Linked DNA regions of Macaca mulatta: region 1 is linked to region 2. A link is a contact called in public Hi-C data. All regions are on one chromosome and are shown on one strand. Each heading gives the region's core, a stretch centred on a gene start, on an enhancer-like site or on the middle of the called end of the contact. The rest is flanking DNA. Distances are from core to core; before and after follow the strand shown. Region 1 holds the start of MAP4K1 (mitogen-activated protein kinase kinase kinase kinase 1). Region 2 holds the start of FAM98C (family with sequence similarity 98 member C).

Region 1 (4,873 bases), core at 1,764-4,263, 220 kb after region 2:
CAGTTCCTGTGAGATACACACACACAGACGAAGAGGTGAATTCGGGTCGGGGTTGGGGGGTGGGGGTGGGAGGGTTGCCTGGGTCCCCTTGTGCTTTCTCTAACCTTGGTAGATGTCCTGGAGAGAACCAGCCCCACAGAATTCCATGCAGATCCAGAGCTTCTGCAACCTGCAGTGTTTCAAGGGTAAGAATAATAATAGCAGTAATACATTATTATTTGCAGGAAAGTCCCTGGTTTGCTTCTGTCTTGTTCTAGATCAGTAAGAACTTTAATGTAACAGCTCTCATCACTCCATCTCTCCTTGTCTACCAGAGTGAGGTGGTTTCATTCCCGTTTCACAGACAAGGAAGTTAAGGCTCAGAGAGGAAATGTGAGTTCCGGGGCAAGTCAACTCAAACCTAGACCTTTGGGCGGGACCCCTCTGCCGTCCCACGCCAACCTAGGAGGTAGGGCAGAGATCTCACGGGTTGTGGAGATTTGGAGGGGACAGAGGGGCCCAGGGCATCTGTTCCGGGGAGCAGAGGTCAGTATTGGGACATCTGGAATATTAATTTGGGGATCAGGGAATTTAGAAGTTTATATTAAAGGAACAGAGAGTGGAACTGGGGGAGCCAGAGGGCAGAATGATGAGAGCTTCGTTTCTAGGGAGTTGATTTCCAATTCCGTTACTATGAAGGGATCAGTTTGGGGTACTCTTGATCAGAAATGGGAATTCTGGATTGGAGATTAGATTAGAGGCTGCTCTGGTCAGAAAAGTGGGACTTAGGAGTGAGGATCAGGGTAGGGTTAGCCCAGTCAAAAATGGGGGTCCAGGATGGGAGGCCGGGTTATGGTGAGAAATGGAAGTTCAAGGTTAGAACTCAGGGTGCCAAGGCCAGGCACGGTGGCTCACACCTGTAATCCCAGCACTTTGGGAGGCCAAGGCCAATGGATCACGAGGTCAGGAGTTCAAGACCAGCCTGGCCAAGATGGTGAAACCCCATCTCTACTAAAAATATAAAAATTAGCCGAGTGGGGTGGTGGACGCCTGTAATTCCAGCTACTCGGGGGTCTGAGGCAGAGAATTGCTTGAACACGGGAGGCAGAGGTTGCAGTGAGCCGAGATCATGCCACTGCGCTCCAGTCTGGCAACAGAACAAGACTCCATCTCAAAAAAAATGAAAAAAAATGAAAAAAAAAAAAAAAAAAAAAAGAAATGAGGGTACCCCCATCAAGAAATGGAGGCTCTGCGTTAGGGGCTGGGCTGGGTGCCAGGGTGGGTCTGAGGTTCATCACCAGAGATAACTCCCATGGTAGGCCACGATGTTGGCGTGCCGGCAAGTTTTCAATATGAGGATTTCCTTCTGAAGGGTGGAGACATCATCATCTGTGAGGAGGGTGGGAGAGAAAGGCAGCTCGCATGGAGAGAGCTACGAGGGAGGTGATCCCAGTGTCCCAGGAGGCGAAGGTGGGGATGTGGGGAAGGAGCTCCGGGTTCCCTCCTCACCAGGCTCCATCTTCACCATCTTCAGTGCCACCAGGTCCCCTGTCGCCTTGTCTCGAGCCTTGCAAAGGGGAAGTCGGCAGTCAGGCAGGCTCCATTTGCCAGCGTCCCTCCTCAGCATCCCTGAGTCAAGGTCAAGGACTGGGACCCCCTCTTGCAGCCTCCTCCCTACCGAGGCCTTGCCTTAAAGGCCACTAGTTTGAGGGTGTTGGGGACAGAGGGGCTTTCTCACCTTAAAGACTTCCCCATATGTGCCGCCACCCAGTCGCTGCAGCAGGTCGTAGTGGTCCCGGGGGTCTCTATTGAAAATGTCCGGATCCACGAGGTCCATCCCTGGGGGCCGGAGCTGGGCCTGCGCCCAGGGGCCAGCAGGGCCTCAGGGCTCAAGTTCTGGCACCTCCCTCTGTCCCCAGAAGCCCTGCACCCGCCTTGCCTCCGCGGGCTGTGGCCTCCCTCCTCCCCACTCTCGCTTCCTGCCCCAGCTGCACTGCAGGGCTGTGCAAAGGGCTCCACCCCCTGTCCCCTGGGCGCTGAGAGCCTCTGAGGGGCAGCTTGTCTTGGGACCCAAGGGACCATCCTCAACCTCCAAGGCCCAGGGCTGGATGTAAATGTGATGCAAATGATCTTAATGGTAACTGGATTGGAGGGGGGTGCCTTAGAACCCCCGCCCCCGTCTCCTAGGTAGTGTCTAAACCTCTACTGGGTGCTTGAAGGTTTGGCCACAACCCGAAGGCGGCAAGTCTGCACAAGGATGACTACGCAGTGTACATGCCTGTTCACCTGTCACATACATGCACTTGGGTTACCTCCTGTGCACTGCGCGGGCATGTAGACGTGTAGATGTGCATCTACCTAGATACCTGTGTGCACAGTACACACGTGGAGGTACCCAGCGCATATACCTCCACATACATGGCACATAACTGCATTTTCTACGCTTGCAGTGTACAAAACCTATACATGATATATAATTGATGGCAGTACAGATAGGACCCTCGCCCTCAGCTCCAAGACCGGAACCTAATGGAGACCGGGCGCGATCCGGCGAAGTCCAGGAGCCCTCACCCCAGCCCCTGCCCGGCAGAGCACAATAGCTTTGTGGGACCCTCTTCCTGGAGCTGGGGACCAAGGGCCGAGACTTGAAACTGGATCCTGGGCGCTCAGGATCCTGCACCATGCGCCCAGGCCTGAGGCGAGAGGGACCTCAGAGAACATCTCCCTCGGGACTTGGCCAATGCCTAAACGGAGGGCTGCTGCGTGCATTCCCGCACAGCTCCGGGGACTTATGGCCGCGCGCAATACAACGCGCGCGCACGCCGCCAGAGCTCCGACTGCTTCCCAATGAGTTCGCGCGCGCACGCTCCCGCGCCCCCGGCACTGGAACTGGGTCTGTGAGGCCCGGGAAAAGCTTAGCCCCGCCCCTCGCCGAGAGGCGCCTGCGCACTGGGATACAGTAAGCTTTTTCTCACGCTGTCCGTCCAGCTTGAGTGGAGCGAATGCGCACGCGCTAATTGCCCCTGCGAGGAAGAAGTCACGTGGCAGCCGGAAAGCGTGGCGGCTGCTGCGAGAGCCTGTCCCTTCACCGCCCCCAGGGAGCTGGAGCGACAACAATGACGTCGTTTCCGTTTCCACCACCTCTTCCTTTTCCCGTCCTCGCGGACGCCGTGCCGGGCCGGTATTAGTCTCCAGCCCTGGTTGTGGAAAGCGACAGAAGTCATGGCGATGTTTGAACAGATGAGAGCTAACGTGGGCAAGTTGCTCAAGGGTATCGACAGGTCTGAGCCCGGTCGGAGGGAGCGCTCTGGCCATGCGGGGCGGAGGGGAGGGTTTTCAGGAGGCAGCAGGGGGTGGTCAGGGTCCTGGGCTTGCCGCGGGGTGGGGTTTCTCTATCCTCCTGGAGGAGGAGATGCTTAAAGAAACGCCACTGAGCTGGGGGCGGTGACTCACGCCTGTGATCTCAGCACTTTGGGAGGCCGAGGCAGGCGGGTCGCCTGAGCCCAGGAGTTAGAGACCAGCCTGGGCAACAGTCATACCCCGTCTTTAAAAGAAAGAAAGAAACAGCCCTGCAAAGGCCTAGAAGCGAAAGAATCTTGGTACCGCTCAGTCTCTTCGTGAATTGCCTTAAGGTTTCCTTCTCTGCCCTGCCTCCTTTGAGTGCCTCTGAATCTCTCCCTTCTCTGCTCCTTACGTCATTCATTCACATGTTTATTGAAATAAAGTGTCAGTGCTAAGGCAATGCTGGGAACCACAGGCGAATCAGACAGCGGCAGATCATGCCTTCACGGTCTGAGTTCCCATTCCATGAGGGAGACAAACCTGACATCAGACAGTGATATCTGGGAGAGGTTAGAACCGAAATGGGGGAAGCAAAGGCTAGAGTGTTCAGACGGACATGGGGGAAGTAGGCATCCAGGTAGGCAGGAGAGGATGGGGCTGGATCAGGGTGGAGGCCTGAGCAGGGGAGGAAGGGGTGAGTAACAGAGATGTTCAGGAGGCCAGATGCACAAGCTGCAGTGACTGACTGGCTCAGAGGTTGGGGAGGTATCCTAGGCAAGACCCAGGGCTCCAATGGAGTATAGAGCTTAGGTGAGAGGTCTGGGATATGAATAAGTTTTATTAGAGATTATACTGGACATAATTCACTACCTGGATAGAGCAAGTGGCCAGTGCCAGATTTAGAGGGGAAGGGTGGGAGGAGCAGGTTACAGTTGCCCCTGCAACTGTAAAGTGACTGGCCTCAGCTTCTGTCTCCTGTCTGCTCACCTATCTTGATTCTCCTTTAGGTACAATCCTGAGAACCTGGCCACCCTGGAGCGCTATGTGGAGACGCAGGCCAAGGAAAATGCCTATGATCTGGAAGCCAACCTGGCTGTCCTGAAGCTGTAAGTGTCTGGCTGTCTGTCTACACTCCCATTTCAGCAGCTAGCAGGGTGCCACTCCCAGTACAGGGCAAGGGGGTGGCTGGTGGTATCCTGCATGATGCAGCATCTCTTGGTGTGCAAGACTAGGAAGCCAAGGAAGTTGGGACAGGAGGAGGGATGGTTTTTGAAAAATCAATTGCCGAGCGCAGTCACTCACACCTGTAATCCCAGCACTTTGGGAGGATGAGGTGAGTGGATCACCTGAGGCAGGGAGTTTGAGACCAGCCTGGCCAACATAGAGAAACCCCAACTCTGCTGAAAAATACAAAATTAGCCAGGCGTGGTGGCACATGCGTGTAATCCCAGCTACTTGGGGGGCTGAGGCAGGAGAATCGCTTGAACCTGGGATGCAGAGATTGCGGTGAGCCAAGGTCGCACCATTGCACTCCAGCCTGGGCAACAAGAGCAAAACTCCATCTCAAAAAAAAATTAATAATAAAAAATCAATTAGGGTGGCTGCAGGGGCT
Region 2 (5,464 bases), core at 1,460-3,959:
AGCGATCCTCCCACCTCAGCCTCCTGAAGTGTGGGGATTACACGTGTGAGCCCCTGTGGCCCGCCTCTGGGCAATTTTTAACATTCGATTTATGTCAACAAATAGCCCGCCAAGTGTCCTGCCTTGGGGTAAACAGGGTTATGGGGTTACTCAGATCTGTCCTTAAGGAACAAGTTCTATCCCTGTTCTTCCCTCCAGGCTCCTGGTCCACCCCCAACTTCCAGCAGAATTGTCTAGGAACTACTGGATACCAGAATACTGTAAGGAAGAGATTAGATCTAACACAATGTTTACTTAGCAACAGCAACAAAACAACAGTAGTAGTAACTGTAGAAATAGGTTCCGTGGTTTAAGAGCATGGAGTCTGGAATTTCATCTTCAAGCCGTGGCATCACCAGGAATTCACTCTGTGACTTATCTTCTCTCAATCTTAGTTTTCTCCTCTGTAAAAGAGATAAGATACTTTGCCCAGTAGTACACATTAAATGCTATATATATATATATATATTAGTTATTCTTTATTAAGTACTCCCTTTATATGTGCTAAGCACTTTTTACATATGAAACTCCAATTAATCCTCAGTAACAGCTCTCAGAGGTAGGTACTATTATCCCCGTTACATAGATGGGAAGCAATTTGGCAGGAACATGGAGCTGGTGAGTAATAGAATCAAACCCTAACCCTTGTCTGCCTGACTCCTAGGGTATAATTTCTCAACCACTATGGTGCACTGCACCTACTCATTCCAAGGCTTAGAAGGGAGAGGAGTGAAGGCCTAACAGGCACATTGTGACCGATGAGGAGGGCCTGGTGTGTGAGGGGTGTGCCGGGATTCCTAGGTCCCTTATGTAATTCAAACCCTGAGGTGTAAAGGAGGGAGAAAGTTTTGGATTTTAGGCTGAGTTGGGTGAACACCACTCCATCTGGGCTGCTTTAAGAGCAGAGGACAGGGCCAGGCACACTGGCTCAAGCCTATAATCCCAACACTTTGGGAGGCTGAGGGGGAAGGATTGCTTGAACCCTGGAGTTAAGAGGCAAACCCGGGAGACATAGCTGGACCCCTCTCTACAAAAATTTCTTTTTTGACATGGAGTCTCGCTCTGTCACCCAGGCTGGAGTGCAGTGGCTTGATCTCGGCTCACTGCAGCCTCTGCCTCCTGGGTTCAAGTGATTCTCCTTCCTCAGCCTCCTGGGCAGCTGGGACCACAAGTGCATGCCACCATACCTGGCTAATTTTTGTATTTTTAGTAGAGATGGGGTTTCACCATGTTGCCCGGGCTGGTCTCGAACTCTTGACCTCAAGTGATCCACCCACCTCAGCCTCCCAAAGTGCTGGGATTACAGGCGTGAGCCACCACGCCCAGCCTCTACAAAACTTAAAAAAAAAAAAAAAAAAAAAAAAAAGGCCGGGTGCGGTGGCTCACGCCTATAATCCCAGCACTTTTGGAGGCCGAGGTGGGCGGATCACGAGGTCAGGAGATCGAGACCATCCTGGCGAACACGGTGAAACCCCGTCTCTACTAAAAAAATACAAAAAAATTAGCCGGGCGTGGTGGCGGGTACCTGTAGTCCCAGCTTCTAGGGAGGCTGAGGCAGAAGAATGGCGTGAACCTGGGAGGCGGTGGAGCTTGCAGTGAGCGGAGATCGCGCCACTGCACTCCAGCCTGGGCGACAGAGCGAGACTCTGTCTCAAAAAATGGCCCGTCGCAGTGGCTCACGCCTGTAATTCCAGCACTTTGGGAGGCCAAAGCAGGAGGATCGCTTGAACCCAGGAGATGGAAACCAGGCATGGCAACATGAGGAAACCTTGTCTCTACAAAAAAATTAAAAACAAATCAGCCGAGTGTGGTGGTCTGTGCCTGTGGTCCCAGCTACTAGGTATAAGCCATCAAGCCTGACTGATTTTTTTTTTTTTTTTTTTTTTGAGACGGAGTCTCGCTCTGTCGCCCAGGCTGGAGTGCAGTGGCGCGATCTCGGCTCACTGCAAGCTCCGCCCCCCGGGTTCGCGCCATTCTCCGGCCTCAGCCTCCCGAGTAGCTGGGACTACAGGCGCCCGCCACCTCGCCCGGCTAGTTTTCTTGTATTTTTTAGTAGAGACGGGGTTTCACCGTGTTAGCCAGGATGGTCTCGATCTCCTGACCTCGTGATCCGCCCGTCTCGGCCTCCCAAAGTGCTGGGATTACAGGCTTGAGCCACCGCGCCCGGCCAAGCCTGACTGATTTTTAAAAATTTAGCTGGGAGGCTGAGGTGGCAGGATCTCTTGAGCCCAGGAGGTCGAGGCTGCAGTAAGCCGTGATGGCACCACTGCAGTCCAGAACGATAGAGCGAGATTTGCCTCAAAAACAAACCAACAAAACGCCAGCAGAGGACAACTGAGGGAGGAAAAGGAAAAGGACACCGAAGTTGTTTTTATGTTACCGCAACAGTGACACCCGCCGCCAGCTTGTCTAACATCGGAGATCCCGAACGCACTGCAATTTACAGCGCCAGGGGGCGTTCCTAGAACCCTGTCAGGTTACCCGAGGGGCGGGGAGGGCGGGAGGGCGGGGAGGGCGGGCCCCGGGGCGGGTTCGGCGTCCTCCTGTGCCAATGGGAGCACCCAAGCCCCTGCGCGGGAAGATGCCGATTGGTCAGTGCCGCCAGACGCCGCGAGGAGCTCGCGCGCGCGGCACTTCTGGGGCGGAGCCTGCCACCGGCCGCCAGGGGGCGCGCCGAGGCGACGCTTTCATGGAGGGGGTGAAGGCGGAAGCGCGGGAGGGGGCCGCGGTGGCCCAGGACCTACTGGCTCTGGGGTAAAAGGGTGTGTGGTGAGGCTGGTGGGTGCAGGAAGGCCAGGTCTGCCCCCTGGACGCGGAAGGAAAGGGATTCTCAGTGACCTCCCCGCCCCCTTCCGCTGCCTCGGTCCCCACAGGTATGGGGGTGTCCCGGGGACGGCGTCGCGGGGCGCCTCATGTCCAGACTTCAGGGCGCTGTGCGTGCGGCTGGCGGCGGAGCTGGCGACGCTGGGCGCCCTCGAGCAGCAGCGAGAGGCGGGCGCCGAGGTGCTGAGCGCCGGCGACGGTAAGCACGGAGCGGGAGGGTGGCAGGGGGGCCGCCACGGGACCACCGAGCCCTGACACCCCTGTCCCCGCAGGCCCCTACGCGGAGGAGGACTTTCTGCGGCAGCTTGGCCGCCTGCTGCGGGAGCTGCACTGCCCGGATCGCGCGCTCTGCGGCGGGGATGGCGCGGCTGCGCTTCGGGAACCGGGTGCCGGACTGCGCCTGCTGCGTGAGTCCCGGGATGCGGAAGTGGCAAGGCCATGGCCTCGGGAGCGGCGGGCTCCGACTTTTTAGGGGAAATCGAGGTTCCCAAGGGGGTGTAGTCAGAACTTTGGGGGCGGCCCAGAGGGTACGAGGTGGGTGGGGTGAGCATGTTGGGGCGAGAGCGCTCTGAGATGGGCGGGGGTAGAATCTTATTTTATTTTTTATTTATTTTATTTTTTTATTATTATTATTTTCGAGATGGAGTTTCACTCTTGTTGCCCAAGCCGAAGTGCAGTGGCTCGATCTCAGCTCACTGCAACCTTCACCTCCCGGGTTCAAGTGATTCTCTTGCCTCAGCCTCCCGAGTAGCTGGGATTACAGGCATGCACCACCACACCTGGCTAATTTTTTGTATTTTTAGTAGAAACAGGGTTTCACCATGTTAGCCAGGCTGGTCTCGAACTCCTGACCTCAAGTGATCTGCCTTCCTCGGCTTCCCAAAGTGTTGGGATTACGGGCGTGAGCCACCACACCTGGCCCGGGAGTAGAATTTTAATTGAAGGGCCTGGGAGCTTAAGTAGGTTGGATTAAGAGGAAGGCTCGAGGTTTCCAAGTGGGTGGGAGTCGAATTCATAGGAGGACACCGGGTCTCAAGGAGGGGCATACTCTGGAGGCCAAGGCTTTAGGTGGGTGGGACTAGAAGGTGGAAGATTTTTTTTTAAGTGGAGATGGGGTCTCCCTATGTTGCCCTGTCTGGTCCTCAACTCCTGGCTTCAAGTGATCCTCCCACCTCAGCCTCCCAACGTGTTGGGATTACAGGCATGAGCCACTGTGCCTGGGCGAAGGTGGAGGTTTTAAAGCCAGTGGAGCCAATTTTTTTTTTTTTTTTTTTTTGAAACAGTCTCGCCCTGTTGCCAGGCTGGAGTACAGTGGCGCCATCTCGGCTCACTGCAACCTCCAACTCCCTGGTTCAAGCGATTCTCCTGCTTCGGCCTCCTGAGTAGCTGGGATTACAGGCATTCACCACCATGTCCAGCTAATTTTTGTATATTTAGTAGAGACAGGGTTTCACCATGTTGACCAGGCTGGTCTCCATCTCCTGACCTTGTGATCCGCCCGCCTCCGCCTCCCCAAGTGCTGGGATTACAGGAGTGAGCCACTGCGCCCGGACATTGGTGGAGCTTTTTGACCAAGATGGATGAATGGGGTAGCAGCCTCCCTGAGTGCACAGCACCCATTTATTACTTTCAGGTTTTCTCTGCTCAGAGCTCCAAGCCACCCGCCTCCTGCGCCTGCGCTCTCTGCTGGATCCCAGTCCTAGGCCACCCCTTGGTGAAGGGGTGGTGGAGGGAGCTGGCATGGTCCAAGAACTGGGCCTTACCCTCCAAGCCCTGGGACTGCCCAGACCTGCACCAGGGACCCCCGCCAGCCAGCTGCTGCAAGAGTTGCATGCTAAGGTAGAGAGTCAGAGTTGCCTCCCGACCTGGGCTACCCTGCTTTCCTTTTGGGGGTGGTGGTCCTCTTTCTAAAACACCTCTGGAAGGAGTATTCCAACCTCTAGCCTGGTTTTTCTGGAGCTGTGACTGCCATTCTCACGTCTGTGGCCTAGGTCCTCAGGGTTTTGGGGAGCTGGGTTTACAGAGGGGCCCATCCTCTCTGCCCCAATTGGCCTCTGACTTCTTCTCCCATCAGATCTCAGAGCTGCAGCCTTTTCTGCCCCCAGGGTCCCTGCAGCCCCTCCTCAGCTACTCGCTAGATGCACCCAGATGGGTAAGACTGTGTGTGACTGACTGAATGTGAACTGTGTCCTTATCAGAAGTGGCTGTGAGAGGGACCCCTAGCCTGACCTTGAGACCTTTTCTGCCAGGAAGCATTGGAGTCTCTGTCCCAAAGCCTCAGAGATCAGTACTGCTGCCGCCGCTACCTCCTCCTCAAGCGCCTTGACCTCACTACATCTGCTTTCCACTGGAGTGACCGGGCAGAGGTGTGAGCAGGGAACCGTGCAGAATTGGAGAGGCCCAGTTGTGGGGGCTGCAGTTGCAGGGAGGAGGGATGAGGGCCAGGAGTATCACCCTCTGGCAGGTTCTCAGGCTGTGGACTTTTAGAAGTTTTTGATGTTTGGGGCTCCTAGAATCTCAGGGCCGCAGGGTATTGTTGAATTCCCAGCTTTGAGCTGGGAGTATATTCAGAGGCATACCCCATCTTTTTTTAAAAATTAAT

The links. Hi-C and Micro-C count contacts between places; a contact is called where the count stands out from the background.
Region 1: a contact with region 2 is called in a Hi-C map of fetal cortex germinal zone, with 3 times the contacts expected there. The contact joins the promoter of MAP4K1 here to the promoter of FAM98C in region 2. A contact is called at or near these places in 2 of 14 Hi-C or Micro-C datasets (fetal cortex germinal zone and fetal cortical plate).

What each region holds. Positions count from the first base shown.
Region 1 is chr19:49,706,333-49,711,205 of T2T-MMU8v2.0, forward strand. It overlaps MAP4K1 (mitogen-activated protein kinase kinase kinase kinase 1), which reads right to left and starts at 3,014. Exons shown (of 31, transcript XM_028840014.2): 1 at 1,718-3,014; 2 at 1,489-1,546; 3 at 1,278-1,368; 4 at 105-169. The coding sequence starts at 1,816. It overlaps EIF3K (eukaryotic translation initiation factor 3 subunit K), which reads left to right and starts at 3,013. Exons shown (of 8, transcript NM_001257691.1): 1 at 3,013-3,260; 2 at 4,269-4,367. The coding sequence starts at 3,202.
Region 2 is chr19:49,485,913-49,491,376 of T2T-MMU8v2.0, forward strand. It overlaps FAM98C (family with sequence similarity 98 member C), which reads left to right and starts at 2,710. Exons shown (of 8, transcript XR_013410604.1): 1 at 2,710-2,793; 2 at 2,913-3,061; 3 at 3,135-3,269; 4 at 4,496-4,701; 5 at 4,937-5,014; 6 at 5,112-5,228.